Linked DNA regions of Mus musculus: regions 1, 2, 4 and 5 are each linked to region 3. Evidence: chromatin contacts called from public Hi-C, HiChIP or PLAC-seq and promoter capture Hi-C data. All regions are on one chromosome and are shown on one strand. The core of a region is the stretch at or near the end of the contact, and the rest is flanking DNA. Distances in the headings are between cores, read along the strand shown.

Region 1 (2,700 bases), core at 192-2,691, 2.0 Mb before region 3:
AGCATCAGCACCTGCTACCTATTGTGTGTCCAAGTTCCAGAGGGCCAGGAGGAAAATAGGACTTTTATTGTAAGTCATTATCCCAGTTTCATTTCTGTAACTGTGAAAAACATCACGACAAAAAGCAACTTAGCAAAGATAGGAGTGTTTGGCTTATAGTCTCAGGTCAGTTTATTGCTTCCAAGAAGTCATGGCAGGGACTTAAAGCTTCACATCCACTGTCAAGATCCGAGTGAGAATATAACATGGGAATCCTTGCCTACTTCCTCTCATCTTGCTTCTTCCTTTCTCATAGACTTCAGGACTCTCTGCCTAGGGGATAGTGCTGCCCACAATGAGCCCAGCCTTCCTCTATCAACTAACAATCAAGCCTGTCCACCACATGTACATATGCCATACCATGTACATAGGCCAGCCAGATATAATTTCTAATTAAAACTCATTTCCTAGGTGACTGTAGTGTGTGACAAGTTGGCAATTAAAACTGACCAGTTGCAGTCCTGCTCTTTGCATAATCTAGATGTAGTGACTCAAGTTTTCAGTTAAATGAAAGGTTTCTATTGGTATTGGGAACTACCAGAAGCTAGCCATTGGTCAAGCTGATGAGTCAGCTCTTCTGAGGATTGATGCAGGTTTACTTCTTCTCTACTCCTGTCTTTTCTCAAGTTCCTGTTTGTGACAAACATTACAGAACTAGCTCTAATTTCTGAAGTCTGAGGTATAAAGAAAACAGGGCTAAATACACAATGCAAACGGTCTTGTTCTAGGCAAATTAATGTTGTAGCCTCATCTCTTTCCAGCTTGGATAAGCCAACTACTCTCAGTTCTCAAATATGGCTCACACCATCTCATCTCCCAACCACGGGATGTCACTCTTGTTTACTCTTGACTAGTTCTTTTAGACCTCTCTGGATGCACCCTTGAAATCTCACTTCTGTTGAAGTACTTCCCCACCTCCAGAGTGCTAGAGCCTGTGTGAGTCCCTCCTTCTTTACTTCCTGTCCCTGTGACTGTCTATACCTCTGTAATTTTCTCTCCATCAGGTTGTAAATTCCATGCAGTTAGTGACCTCATCCATTAAATAACTGGTTCTTGTGTGAATGAAGGATCATTCACAGCTTCTCTTGCCTAGTTTAGAACAAGCAGCAGAGCATTCCTCCTGTGGTGAGGTCTTTTCATGGAAGATCATCTTCAGTGTTGATGCTATCCAATTGTAAATAAAGCTGTGCACTTGAGGGGCTGACAAAGAAACACCCTGTAGTCAGGATATCTTTAGAAGACAAAGGACTGTCTGCAACTCTCCCTCTGTAAGGACCCTCTTTGCATAAATTCTTCAAGGGCTTTTCTTGTCTCATTTCTACACAAACATCCTTTCTGCCTCTGTGTGCTTTGCCAGGGGAGTTCGTATCTCTATCACTGTGTGGTTTCCTTTTTCATTTTCTATTTAATTAGCTCTGATAAGAAGAAACTGAAGCAAGCCACTCTCCCCATCTCCAGCCCTCCCCACTCAGAGGCACGTGACAAGCAGACGTAAAGAAAAGGCTACTTTAAGGCTGAACCTGCTGCTTGCAGAGTCTGGGGAATATGGTGTAGGAGAAGCAGATTAGAATCAGTGTCCTTTTCTCTGCTTAGACTTGAGAATTCTTAGAAGTCTGCCTGCAATTTGGTTTCCACGGTCTGCTGTGCCATCTGTGCAGTTGTCTTTACCTGACCTGTCCATATTCTTCTATTTCTGGGGCTGTTCCATGTACACCTTAGATGCATGTGGACTGACATAGTGGTCGCACAATAAATAATAATAATAATAATAATAATAGTAATAATAGAACAGGGAAGGACAGTGAGAGCAAGCCACCACAGCCAAGTCTTGCCCTTATCTTCAGATTCAGATCCCTGGGGGTTGGAGTTTAGGAGCATGAATCCCTCAGATTCCTTCCCTCTATGAAGTTTGGAAGTCACAGCTTGGTAGACATAGCTGGCAGAGGTTATGTAGGAAGAGAATCACAAGAAAGGGGGACATACTCATAGGTGTTTGGGAATAGAACACTATCTGAGAAAGCTAACTCCTGTGTATAGGCACAAAGGAACCCAGACAACAGACTCCCATCCAAGCCGTCAACTGAGCTATTCTTGTGGTATAGTATGAATGTCCCACAAAAATCCATGTTAAAACTTAAAGTCCACTGGTGACAACCCCATGGGAACTATAAGAGAAAACTATGTCATTAAATCCATTCATATATTCATACACTAATGGCTTAATAGGTTAGTGGTTATCTCCTGTGCAGGTCTTTTATAAAAATACTTTTGTCTCTGTCTCTCTCACTGTGTGGTCCTCTCAGCTTTGTCTGATTGGGGTGTCATCAGATGGTTTGGGGCACAGTAGAAAGATTCCAACAGAAAGAAGACCTTTATCAGATATAAGCCCATGGTCTTAGATTGCTCAGCTTCCAAATCATGAGTTAAGTAATCCTAGTCTCAATAAATAACCCATCTGTATGTATTCTAGTATAGCAAAAGAAAAATAGGCTAAGGTACCTTATATAGTCTATGGCTAGGTCTTGGGCTCTGAATTCCAGGTACAACATTAAGCTAAGTCTTTTTATAGTGCCTCAGAGGTGTTATATGTTATATATAAAATAGTTATATATGACAACCAAAATTGTGTTCCCATAAAACAGATGAGTTGTTATACGTGAC
Region 2 (2,700 bases), core at 115-2,614, 1.8 Mb before region 3:
TGCTCATTCTCCCCATGTCCAGGCTCTGCAATGCTGTTGCTGTTCCTTCTACCAAACCCTCTATTTTTATTCCCACCTGGGAAACACCAATGTCCCTAAAGTCCATGTAGGCACTTTCTGTAAATTCTGACTCTGTGAGTTGTTTGAAGGGGATTTTATTTTGTTATCATATATTTTCCTCCAAATTGTTCTTTGGACCCTGAGAAGGAAATAGTTTAAATGGCAAAAGAGACTTGGAAGATCTGATTAAAGCTCTTGATTTTTGTTTCATTTTTCCAAGCAGGGTTTCTCTGTAGCACAGGCTATCCTGAAATGAACTCTATAGACCTGATTGGCTCTACAACTCAGATGTGCCTGTCTCTGATCCCCAAGTTCTGGGATTAAAAGCATGTGCCACCAGGCTCAGCAAATTGAAGCTTTTGAAAGGGAAAAAATGACCTTAGATTATCTGGGCAGTGGTGGCCCATGCCTTTAATCCCAGCACTTGGGAGGCAGAGGCAGGCGGATTTCTGAGTTCGATGCCAGCCTGGTCTACAGAGTGAGTTCCAGGACAGCCAGGGCTACACAGAGAAACCCTGTCTCGGAAAACAAAAAGATTATCTGGTATAACCAATGCTGTCACAGGTTCCTGATTTAGAGCGGGTGGGGGGAGGGAGGATGTTGGCAAGAATCAAGGCAAGATTGAAGGAAGAAGAATCCATCGCACTGAAAGAACCGCAAAGGTTAACAATGTAACAATGTTTCAGTTTGCATGGAGAGGGAGACAGGTGTCTGGGCTGCAATTCTAAACTAAGAGGCAGACTGAACCTTAAATAACTATGGCCTCCTACCTCCTTTTAATGTCAAAATGACTTTTTTTTTATGTAGACAGCATTATGCCTGCAATGTATGCCTGCAGGCCAGAAGAGGGCACTAGATCTCATCACAGATGGTTGTAAGCCACCATGTGGTTGCTGGGTATTGAATTCAAGACCTCTGAAAGAGCAACCAGTGGTGGGTTATGGTTTTGTTTGCTTGTTTTTTGTACTTTGTAGACCAGGCTGGCCTCGAACTTAGAAATCCGCCTGCCTCTGCCTCCTGAGTGCTGGGATTAAAGGCGTGCGCCACCACGCCCGGCTTCCTTTTTTATTAGGTATTTTCTTCATTTACATTTCCAATGCTATCCCAAAAGTCCCCCTCCTCCTTCCTTTCTTTGGTTCCTCTCTCCATTCTTTTTGTTGTTGAGGCAGCCTAGCCACAAAATCCTAAAATGACTATTTAGTCTAATCTGGCCTCAATTTGCCACTTGCCATACGTAAGGCTGGCCTTGTGCTCCCATTACCCTCTGGCTTCTGAGCACCCCTGTGTTCTCAGTGCATGTTACTCTGCATGAGAGCACAGAGGGGGCTGAGGTAGAATTAGTTCCAAGGCTAGCCTGGACTACAGCAGAAATCCGAGCTCAATCTGGGTCAGCTCAAAAAAACAGACTGGAAGATGCCCAATATATCAAGTGCTGGAGTCGCTATAGAAAACCTTAGGGTCATTCCATAAAAGGTGAAATGGTGGTACCTATTACCCATGCCAGCACTAGAATAGTAGGAAGGGGGGGCTCAGAAGTTCCAAGTTATCCTCAGCTACAAGGAAAGTTTGAAGGCACTCAGAGCTAAGGAAGACTTGGTTTAATCCTAACAATATATCATGGTGCACTCCAGCAGTCTGGGTGTAGTGGCACACCTTATATCTGGTGATCTGAGAAGCAGAGGCAAGATCAAGAGTTTGGTATTGACCTAGGTTACACATCCTGAAGACAAGCCCGAGACACATCCGTCTCAAACCTGTGTGCGAGACTGAACAGACAGAGGCATGTTTGTGAATTTGGGGGACCAGCCGGGGCTCCCCAGAGTCTCTATCCTCACCATCAATTTACAGCTGGGAATGTAGCTCTGTAAAGTATGTGACCTGCTAGTATGCCTACAGCCCTGGGTTGAATGTCCAGCATTGTACGCTGTGGTACACTTCAGCACTTAGGAAATGAAGGCCCAAGGATCAACCAAGCCCATAAACATGCAGTCAAGGAGAGATGAGGAGTCTGTGGGAGCCATGCTCTTCCTGGGGAGCTACTACTGCCAGTTGATGACTGCTGGAGCACGGAGAGCCATCAGCAGTCAGTTCAGCTGCAGGCGAGTGAGCTGCCTGTACACTGGTAAATACACTGTATTCATGTCTGTGTGAGTGGCCCCAAAGGCCAAATTGGTAGGGCTACAGGCACAATAAGAGAAGACAGGGATGGTGAGTGTGATCGGAGTGGGAAATGTCAAGTAATAACACTTTAAAAAAATTAAAATACTCAAGACCAGCCTGTGCTGCAAAAGACCCTGTCTTGGATATATAAAAACCAACCAGATATCCATATGTAATAGCATCAATTCATAAGGCACATCTTGGACAATGGAATCTCAACATTAAGAAAAATCAATCGAGGACATGGATATTTCTCACAGGCATATTGCTAGGTAAAAGCCAATCTGAACGGTAGCATACTATATGATTTCAAATGTATGGCACTCTATAAACACTTGTCAACACCCAGGTTGTTTAGCACAAGCAATGAACTCTATACTAGTCAAACATACATCAGTACTGGCTAAGTGGTATTGTACAGGCATGTAAAACCCAACACGTGTCTGGTCTACCTAGAATTTCCAGGTCCACTGGAGTTGC
Region 3 (2,700 bases), core at 86-2,585:
GCTTTACTTTAGTGGCCACAGGCTGCTCTCTGGGTGGCTGTTATTCTTATTGGAGCACATCTTTAGCTATCTGGTGGGGATGGTAGGACAACATAAAATTAATGGTGTCCGGCCTCCGGACGGTGTCCTCCGCTTCCACCGCCTCCGCAGATAGCCCAAACTGTTCATCCATCTCCTTCCCCCTACGGTAACTGGGGCTTCAAGGTCAAGTCACTCCGGCTGTGCGTGGCGGATAGAGGAGGAGGGAAGGGCAGACAAGCTTTGGGGGTTTGAGGGAGGGTTATGGTGAATCACAGATGCTCCTCTTAAGGGTAAATGTTTAATACTTCCCGAGGTCACTTTTCTGAGAATAACTCAAAGAGAGACACGCGAGAAAATAAAATTACAAGTGCGAACATGCGAACGATCAAAGAGAAAACAAGACCACACTCGAAGACCTCGCATGGGAGATCCATGGCCTCCTGTTGCCGGTCGCCCGGCGCAGAAAGTGGACAAACGGGCAGCCCAAGAGAAGCAAGAGCTAGAGAGCAAACCTTTCGGAGGGCCCCCTCCTGTCCTCCGGCAGCTCCGCTGACCCTTCCAACAAGCCTCCCTCCCGGTGTAAAAAGCAGGCTAAACGCCTGGGCCAACACCGGTCCCGGACAGAGGAGAACCGGGATGCTCCTGGGGAGGAGGGAGGAGTGGAGAATCTCCTTTCAGTCCCTACGCCTGGGTGAGGAGGGAGAAGGCTGGTCCAGCCCCGCGGTATCCAGCTTCCCAAATTAGGCAACCCCCCGCTCCGACCCGCGGAGAGCCGGTACCCTCATCTTGCCTTCCCCTCACCCCCCTGGTTATCCCTGGTCCCGCTAGGGGAACCTCGCCACTCTGGAGGAGAAAAAGGCAGGACTAGGAGTCCCGCAGCCCTCCGCCTCGGAGCGCCTCTGTGTGCCCCGGCGGCCCCAGCCCCGCGAGGGGCGGAGTGGGCGAGACCATCTCCAGCGCTGGCGAGGGGGGGAGACGAGGCGGGGCCAAGGGGCGGGGCCGCCTTGCCTGGTCCAGATTGCTTAGCCTCGGGAGAAGCCCGGTTTTCCAAGTGGATGAAGTTTTTTTTTTTTTTCTTTTGGAAGTGGGAGGAGCGTGTGGGGAGAGAGGGTGGGAGGAGACTCGGCGGGCGGCTCGGCCGGCGTCCAGGCAGCCCGGCGGCAGGGAGGGCGGGCTCGTCCCGGTAGTGAGGGTCGGCGGCTCCCCCTCCCGCAGGGCGGGGTGGTGCGTTCCGAGTTCCCAGGAGTTCGCGGCGGGCGGGGACCGCGGGGAGGGGAGTGGCGGCGGCGGGCGGCTCCCGCTTCAGCCTCGGCAGTGGCATCGGCGACGGCGGAGTCGAGGCAGCCGCGAGCGCTCGGCCGAGTGGCGGCGGGCGGCGACGGCGCAGGAGCCGGGGGTTGAGGACACGCGCGCTGGCCCTTCCGCGCCGCGGCCGCCGCCGCCGCCGCCACCCAGAGCCTGAGGCGCCGGGGCGCGGGCGAGCGGGTGGGCCGGGGCAAGGCGGGCATGGCGCGGACCCCGGGCCCGGCCCCGTTGTGTCCTGGAGGCGGCAAAGCACAACTTTCCTCGGCGTTTCCTCCCGCGGCCGGACTGCTGCTGCCGGCCCCGACGCCGCCGCCGCTGCTGCTGCTGCTTATTCCCCTGCTTCTCTTCTCCCGGCTCTGTGGTAGGTGAAGCGGGCGAGCGAGGGGTTGAGCAGGGCGGGCGCGGGCGGCGAGGCTAGCCGAGGCGGTTGTGCCGGGCGGTTGGCTGCGCGAGCGGCCGCCGCGGACTTTGCCTGGAAACTTTTCGCCGCGCCCCGGGCGAGGCCCGGGAAGGGCAGGGAGAGCGAACAGGGCGCCGACCGCTGGCTTCCCGCCCCCCGAGGCCGCGCGGGTCGTCGCGCTGGGCCCCCAGGGCTGGCGGTGGAGCTCGGTGCGCGGAGCCCCGCGTGCCCCGGGAACCGTTACTTCCGAGCTGATGCGCCGAAGCGGAGAGCGCGGACTTCTAGGCTGAGGTTAGGATGCCTGAGTGCATGTTGCCGCCTCCTCCTTTCTCTCCGATGAAACTTGAGCTGCAAGTCCGGAAACCCTGTGGACACTAGCCCAGCGCACTGTAGCCTTCGGGTCCACGCCTCCTGGCCTCCGGGAGAAGGCACCATCTTAAAAACCCACTCTGCGCCTGCATCCCCCTTCCAGCACGATTTGTGCCCTGGTAACCTTTGGATCTTTGGGTTGATCCCAGATGGTACCCTCACGCCGCCTTCCAGTTTTTGGACGTCCTTCACGCAGCCCCTGGTTATTTTAGAAGAAAACCTTGTTCTCGGGGACGCAAGATTTACCTTTTGAATACATATTGCACCTACTGTTCCCTGGCTGTTAAAACAAGTAGCCCCGGGTTTCTCCAGTGTGCCTCTTTTATTCCAGATTTAGGAGCTAATCTCTTTGTAAGTTCCGTTCCCGGAATCTGAGACTAGTTTTAGAGACCTACTTTTTTTTTTTAAGGAAGATGAAAATGAAATGATATATTTACTTTTCATGCTAGAGAAGTGGACGTGGTAATCAGTGGACAGCATTGATTTGGTGAAATAAAGCTACCAGTCAGTCTTAGGCTATTGAATGTCTGGGTAATATCAAAATGCCGCAAGGTGTTGTTCATTTAAGGATTGCTGACGGGAAAGATGGAGGAATACAACTTAGA
Region 4 (2,700 bases), core at 29-2,528, 1.9 Mb before region 3:
TGCGGAGCACTTGTGCTCTTCCCCGTAGGTGGGACCACCTGGCCACTGAAAGCAGCCATTAAAGACCCAGAGCCAGCCATGATACCCGCAGAGTTGGCTAATGGAAATGGAGATTGTTCAAAAGGGAGCACCTCCTGGGATGCAGAGCTCTGTGGATCCCTCTCAGGCACAGGATGAAGCATTATCACCATCCTTTCCTCCTGCTGAGTCAGGTTCGGATTACACTCCAGGTCACTATGGGAACCTGGCAGAAATGAGTGTCTGGCTCTTTGTATCAGTCTTAGCTTCTTTAGCTCACATCTATCCTTCGGTGATGGCTCTTGTGGAAGAAAAAAAAAATGGATCAGGAAGGAAGGACAAAGGGAAGGAAGGAAGGAAGGAAGGAAGGAAGGAAGGAAGGAAGGAAGGAAGGAAGGAAGGAAGATCGCAAACAGGCAATTTCTTGTTGAAGGCAATGTAATCCACTAAAGGCAATGAAGACACTGATACTCTTCTTGAGGCAATTTAACAGTGCAGTAACCAGTCCCTTAGAACTGATATCTTCATCCTATGCCAAGGAAGTAGACACACTTTAAATGTGGTTTATATGTGGCTATTCCTTATGGAATGATCTAACATAAAAACAAAATGGGGAAAAAAATAACATCCAACAATTAAAGAATAGCCACACGAATTCTGCTATAGTCATGCACAGTGATGTTACTTACTCATCAAAAGTGTTTAATATTTGATATTGTGATGTTAAGAAATAAAGCCCACAGAGGAAACAATATAGAGGGTGTAGTTAAGGCATTTCTGCATACAGAGCACTTAACAAACAGAGACTTAACAAAATAAATAGTAGTTTTCCTTATGGTGTGCAGGATAGTAGGTGATCGTCTTAATTTTCTAGCTGTGTGTACAAAACTTATACCAAGACTATATCCTTATTTTGTCTGTAAATAAATACATGTATAATTAGAAAGAATAGGAGGCAAACCAAAAGCAGAAGGGTAAATTGTAAATTATAATCAAATCTCTTACAGATACATTAATTCAGATTTATGTTACAATCTGTTCTGCCTACCCACACAATCCTTGCCTTTTCCCTCCCCCAAATCACCACCACCATCCCTAGCTTGTGGACATTAAGGACGTGGAAGCATCTTTTATATTTGCCATAAGGCAAGCTGGTTGGAACGGACGAGGAACAAACCATCTTTCCTCATGAGTGTCAAACTGTTCTGAGCAAGGCCCCTGTCCTATCCAGCCTACTATGACAAAGTATGGCAAGGCCAACTGGGGGCAGCTAAGGCTGACAGCTGGTGCCCTGGGCTATGTCAGCCTTGCTGAGTGGCCAGGCAACTTAAAAAGACAACAGGAAACAGATGGCCAGCCTGGTCTCCTCTTTGGCTAGTCTATGAGGACCATCTGGAGGAAAGAAAATCGGTCCGCTGCCTGGTGACGAAGGTGCTGTGGTAAAGCCCAGTCCTCACATTTTGCAGTGTGTAATGCCCAGGGAGAAAGTGAGGGAGATCTTTGGGAATTAATGAGAAACAAAGACTAGTGTCACAGCTCATGCCACACAAGGAGCCATTACTAAAGGGCACAGTGTTCTTGAGCCAGGACCCCACAGAATTCCAAAACCCTTGAGACTTATGGTCCTGCGAATGCTGCCCAGAGATGCTTTCAGTCAGGGCTTCAGACTAGAATTCCCATCTTTTACTCTGCTTGTAGGTCAACTTCTCCAGCATTGTTCCATGTCTCTGAGTTGACCCGACCATCAGTCAATTCTGCTGGGATGTCCTCTCTGCTTGTACCACATGTCTTTGCATAACTTTAATTTTGTAACTAAAATGCTGGCTTGTTCAAATGGAGGTAATAAACCCCAGTCCTTTCAGTGTGGCTTGGGGTCTTGGTCCTGAGAGTTAAAACTGTCATGAAGGCTGTTCCCATGTGAAGACAAATGGAAAATGACAGGGAAATCGAAATGAGAGACTGCAGCCCCTTCTGAATGCTCTCTGCATTCTGTTTTATTCCTGCAGCCCAGTAACTTGGGAATCTATAGGCAGTTGTTAATGGTTACTAGAGGAAGGAGAGACATTTTCTTCAGTGGTGTAGCTATGGTAATATTCCCACGCTCCTGAAATCACAGCTGTATCCATGCTCCAGTAAGTAATTCTAATGAAATTCATGGCGTCATCAAGAAGAGACAGGAAAGCAGAAGAGAGATTTAGAAAGAGGAAAGGGATCAGTGTGGGTAGCAGGGAGATGAAAATGATCGGGATTCATTACATACATGTATGAGTATGTTATAATGAAGTCCATCATTACCTAATAATATATAGTTTATATATGCTGTTAACATAAACAATGGGCTGACATTATTACTCAGTGGTAGAAGGCTTGTCTAGCATGTGTGAGGTCCAGCACTGAAAAAACAAAAAATAAAAAGAGTGCAAGAGGGCTGGAGATGTGGCTTAGTGGTTAAGAGAACCAAATGCTCTTCCAGAGGTCCTGAGTTCGATTCCCAGCAACCACATGGTGGCTCACAACCATCTGTAATGGATGCCCTCTTCTGGTGCGTCTGAAGACAGTGAACTCATATATGTAATATAAATAAATCTTTAAAAAAGAAAAGAAAAGAATTCAAGCCATGTATCAAGGGTAGTAAGATAGAGGCTCTAGACACTGATGACCACAGGGTTACTACATTGTCCT
Region 5 (2,700 bases), core at 45-2,544, 1.8 Mb before region 3:
AAAGAAACACACACACACACACACACCAAAAAAAAAAAAAAAAAACCTAACAAATATTAAGCCTCTTCCAGCATATACACGACTAAACACACTCCTTGCCTCATTTAATCTTTATATAACTTCAGAACCACTACTGTATTTTCAACATGGAGGGCCAAAAGTTAAAAGCTTATTAAAGCCAGGTGGTCATGGCACATGCCTTTATCCCAGCACTCGGGAGGCAGAGGAAGGCGAATCTCTTCAGTTCCTGGCTAGCCTGGTCTACAAGAGTGAGTTACAGGACAGCCAGGGCTACAGAGAAACCTTGTTTCAGAAAGAAAAGAGAGGGTGGCACCCGGGAGGCAAACCAACCTGGTTTACAGAGCGAGTCCCGGGTACCCAGGACTACAGAGAAACAAAACAATAACTCACTAAATAAATAAGTAAAACCACCAGGTCACTTAGCTCCAAAACCTAGGTCTTTTCCACCCCCCCCCTCCTCCACCCCCGCAATTGTGGAAGTGACAATTTAGCATTTCCTGTTACTTGACACCTCAGTTCTCTCCCATCACAATAGGGACCGGCTTCCCAAGGACTAAGATTTACTTTTGCACAACCTCTTTATAAAGGATTCACTTTAGGACTTAACAAAATTCTTACAATAAAGAAAGATGAAAATGGCTGGCGGTTTCTTGGGGAGGAGTCCAGGAAAGTGCTCAGCATCCTATCCTGGCTACTACAGTTAGGAACCAGCAGGTCTGCCATGTCAAAATTCATAGATTCTGAGGGCCTATGGATAAATTAAGGGGCCTGGAAGCCCTGTAGCAGGCACTTTTGGGTTAAGCCCTCGGGTCCTCTCAGGTTAACTGGGGACTCCTTCCGAGGCTACCCAAAGCCTCAGTTTATACCCTGTTTTATCCCGGGACCAGCTACGGGATTCTAAATTCCTTCCTAACAAAGCATTCCTTCCAAAACACACCCTCCTCTCCTAACACATCTACACCCGGGCCCCAGGGTCTCGCGCAAGGCCACTTCGAGCGGGCCCGCCAAGCCACACACCTGCCTTTAAATAATAATTTTTTTTAAAAAAACAATTAAGGTTGTAACAAATTGTAACGCTCATTCTTCTCTTCTCCAAACAATGGCTGGCTATACTCAAAAATGAGGGGCCCTCATTTGGAAAGCCAAATTGTAAAAACAGTTCTCACCTTCTTGTCTCCAGCAGTCTCCATCTTGAGAATAGATGAATCCTCCGAAAGAAAGTTCTCCCAGCTTCCAAAAGACCTCTGACCTCAGCCGGCTTTTCAAAATCTCCTCCTACTTCCTGTTGTCTTGAGGCCCTCTTCCGTTCCCCTCCCCTTCTGGTCCCACCCTCAACAAAATTGTGATGCTAAAATCTCCTTTTGTGGCTGATTTTAATAAAATCCCCTTTTGTGTGGTTTAATTATTAGGCTTGTTTCCTCGAATTTTTTTTTGTTTGTTTTGTTTTGTTTTGTTTTTGAGGCAGAGTTTATCATTTCTTTGCCTGGCCAGAAATGCGCTTTGTATATTGTACTGTCTCAACCTCCGGAATACTGCGATTTAGAGGTGTGAGCTGCTACCCCCTGCTCCTGGCAACTGTAGATCTGGGATATTTAAAACTGTAATTATTGCTGGGCGTGGCAGCACACACCTTTAATCCCAGCATTAGAGATGCAGAGGCAGGTGGATCTCTCTGAGCTCCTGGTCAGCCTAGTCTACATAGTGAGACTCTATCTTAGAAAAAAGAAAAAAAAAAAAAAAAGGGAAGGAAGGAAGGAAGGAAGGAAGGAAGAAAGAAAGAAAGAAAGAAAGAAAGAAAGAAAGAAAGAAAGAAAGAAAGAAAGAAAGAAAGAAAGAAAGAAAGAAAGAACCTAAATATTGCTAAGGGAAAGTGAAGTTCCTAGAGAATTCTGAAAAGACTGCAAATTTATCTAATGGAATTAGCATCCTGAACAGGAATGAAAACAACCCAGTTGCTCCAGAAATCCTTTTCCATGAGATGGCAGGGGGTGGGGGTTGCATTGTTTTGGTGGTTTCAGGGCTCACCCTGGGCTTTGTTTCTGTGCACCAATCAATCTACCACTGAGCTACAATCCCAGCCCATAAAATTACAACTCTTTTAATTCTTCCCCATCCAACCCTCCTTTTTTGAAGTCTCCACGGACCTGCAGCATACTGAGGTCTTCCTGTCTCATCCTCCTGACTGCTAGGATTCAAGGTGTACCCCACCACACCTGGCCAGGGCTTGAATTTCTGATCTTCTAGCTTCCCCAGGGCTGGAATTCAGGCCACCGAGCCTGGTTCAAAACTGTAACTTTCTATCTGCCAACTGTTTTTTTTTTTTTTTTTAAAGATTTATTTATTTATTATATGGAAGTACATTGTAGCTGTCTTCAGACACTCCAGAAGGGGGAGTCAGATCTCGTTATGGATGGTTGTGAGCCACCATGTGGTTGCTGGGATTTGAACTCTGGACCTTTGGAAGAGCAGTCGGGTGCTCTTACCCACTGAGCCATCTCACCAGCCCTTTTTTTTTTTTTTTTTTTTCTGCCAACTGTTAAAAGGTTTTGTCGTTGCTAGTTGGTTGGTATTTGATAACAGGGTTTCTCTGTGTAGCCTGCTGTCCTGGACCAGGCTGGCCTCGAACTCACAGAGCTCCTCCTGCCTCTCTGCCTTCTGAGTGCTGGGACTAAATGCACG

What was found. Promoter capture Hi-C pulls out the DNA fragments that hold promoters and counts their contacts. A called contact is a pair of places that touch in the nucleus more often than the background predicts. HiChIP or PLAC-seq counts read pairs in DNA pulled down with a chosen protein or histone mark.
Region 1: a promoter capture Hi-C map of stem cell-derived epiblast-like cells shows a contact between it and region 3, with 6 times the contacts expected there. The contact joins the enhancer-like site here to the promoter of Nectin3 in region 3. A contact is called at or near these places in 2 of 39 promoter capture datasets (hippocampal neurons and stem cell-derived epiblast-like cells), 2 of 115 datasets of contacts at active chromatin or transcription factors (embryonic forebrain and embryonic stem cells) and 1 of 9 other capture datasets (embryonic stem cells).
Region 2: a contact with region 3 is called in an H3K27ac HiChIP or PLAC-seq map of embryonic stem cells, with 5 times the contacts expected there. The contact joins the enhancer-like site here to the promoter of Nectin3 in region 3. A contact is called at or near these places in 11 of 39 promoter capture datasets (the C10 cell line, cranial neural crest, embryonic stem cells and 6 more), 4 of 484 Hi-C or Micro-C datasets (cerebellum, cortical neurons, granulocyte-monocyte progenitors and 1 more), 7 of 115 datasets of contacts at active chromatin or transcription factors (astrocytes, embryonic forebrain, embryonic stem cells and 2 more) and 1 of 9 other capture datasets (embryonic stem cells).
Region 4: a Hi-C map of cerebellum shows a contact between it and region 3, with 4 times the contacts expected there. The contact joins the enhancer-like site here to the promoter of Nectin3 in region 3. A contact is called at or near these places in 9 of 39 promoter capture datasets (the 3T3-L1 cell line, 3T3-L1-derived adipocytes, the C10 cell line and 5 more), 5 of 484 Hi-C or Micro-C datasets (cerebellar granule neurons, cerebellum and cerebral cortex), 8 of 115 datasets of contacts at active chromatin or transcription factors (astrocytes, embryonic forebrain, embryonic hindbrain and 4 more) and 1 of 9 other capture datasets (adipose tissue).
Region 5: a promoter capture Hi-C map of embryonic stem cells shows a contact between it and region 3, with 9 times the contacts expected there. The contact joins the promoter of Dppa4 here to the promoter of Nectin3 in region 3. A contact is called at or near these places in 11 of 39 promoter capture datasets (the 3T3-L1 cell line, the C10 cell line, cranial neural crest and 6 more), 1 of 484 Hi-C or Micro-C datasets (embryonic stem cells) and 7 of 115 datasets of contacts at active chromatin or transcription factors (embryonic forebrain, embryonic hindbrain, embryonic stem cells and 2 more).

The regions. Positions count from the first base shown.
Region 1 is chr16:48,473,867-48,476,566 of GRCm38.p6, reverse strand. The region is part of intron 8 of Morc1 (microrchidia 1); the gene reads right to left. Among named protein-coding and RNA genes, the nearest start is that of Morc1, 44 kb to the right of the region's middle. Within about 2 kb of position 1,441, at least 8 of the 459 cell types and tissues checked have an H3K27ac peak or open chromatin away from gene starts, as enhancers often do. A contact at or near this core is called in embryonic stem cells and stem cell-derived epiblast-like cells, where this site is marked.
Region 2 is chr16:48,319,200-48,321,899 of GRCm38.p6, reverse strand. Dppa2 (developmental pluripotency associated 2) reads right to left here. Exons shown (of 7, transcript NM_028615.1): 7 at 2,387-2,700. Among named protein-coding and RNA genes, the nearest start is that of Dppa2, 10 kb to the right of the region's middle. Within about 2 kb of position 1,364, at least 7 of the 459 cell types and tissues checked have an H3K27ac peak or open chromatin away from gene starts, as enhancers often do. A contact at or near this core is called in embryonic stem cells, where this site is marked.
Region 3 is chr16:46,495,602-46,498,301 of GRCm38.p6, reverse strand. Nectin3 (nectin cell adhesion molecule 3) reads left to right here and starts at 1,335. Exons shown (of 6, transcript NM_021495.4): 1 at 1,335-1,687. The coding sequence starts at 1,528.
Region 4 is chr16:48,371,294-48,373,993 of GRCm38.p6, reverse strand. No RefSeq gene overlaps it. Among named protein-coding and RNA genes, the nearest start is that of Gm5485, 40 kb to the left of the region's middle. Within about 2 kb of position 1,278, at least 9 of the 459 cell types and tissues checked have an H3K27ac peak or open chromatin away from gene starts, as enhancers often do. A contact at or near this core is called in cerebellar granule neurons and cerebellum, where this site is marked.
Region 5 is chr16:48,282,329-48,285,028 of GRCm38.p6, reverse strand. It overlaps Dppa4 (developmental pluripotency associated 4), which reads right to left and starts at 1,294. Exons shown (of 7, transcript NM_028610.2): 1 at 1,188-1,294. The coding sequence starts at 1,211.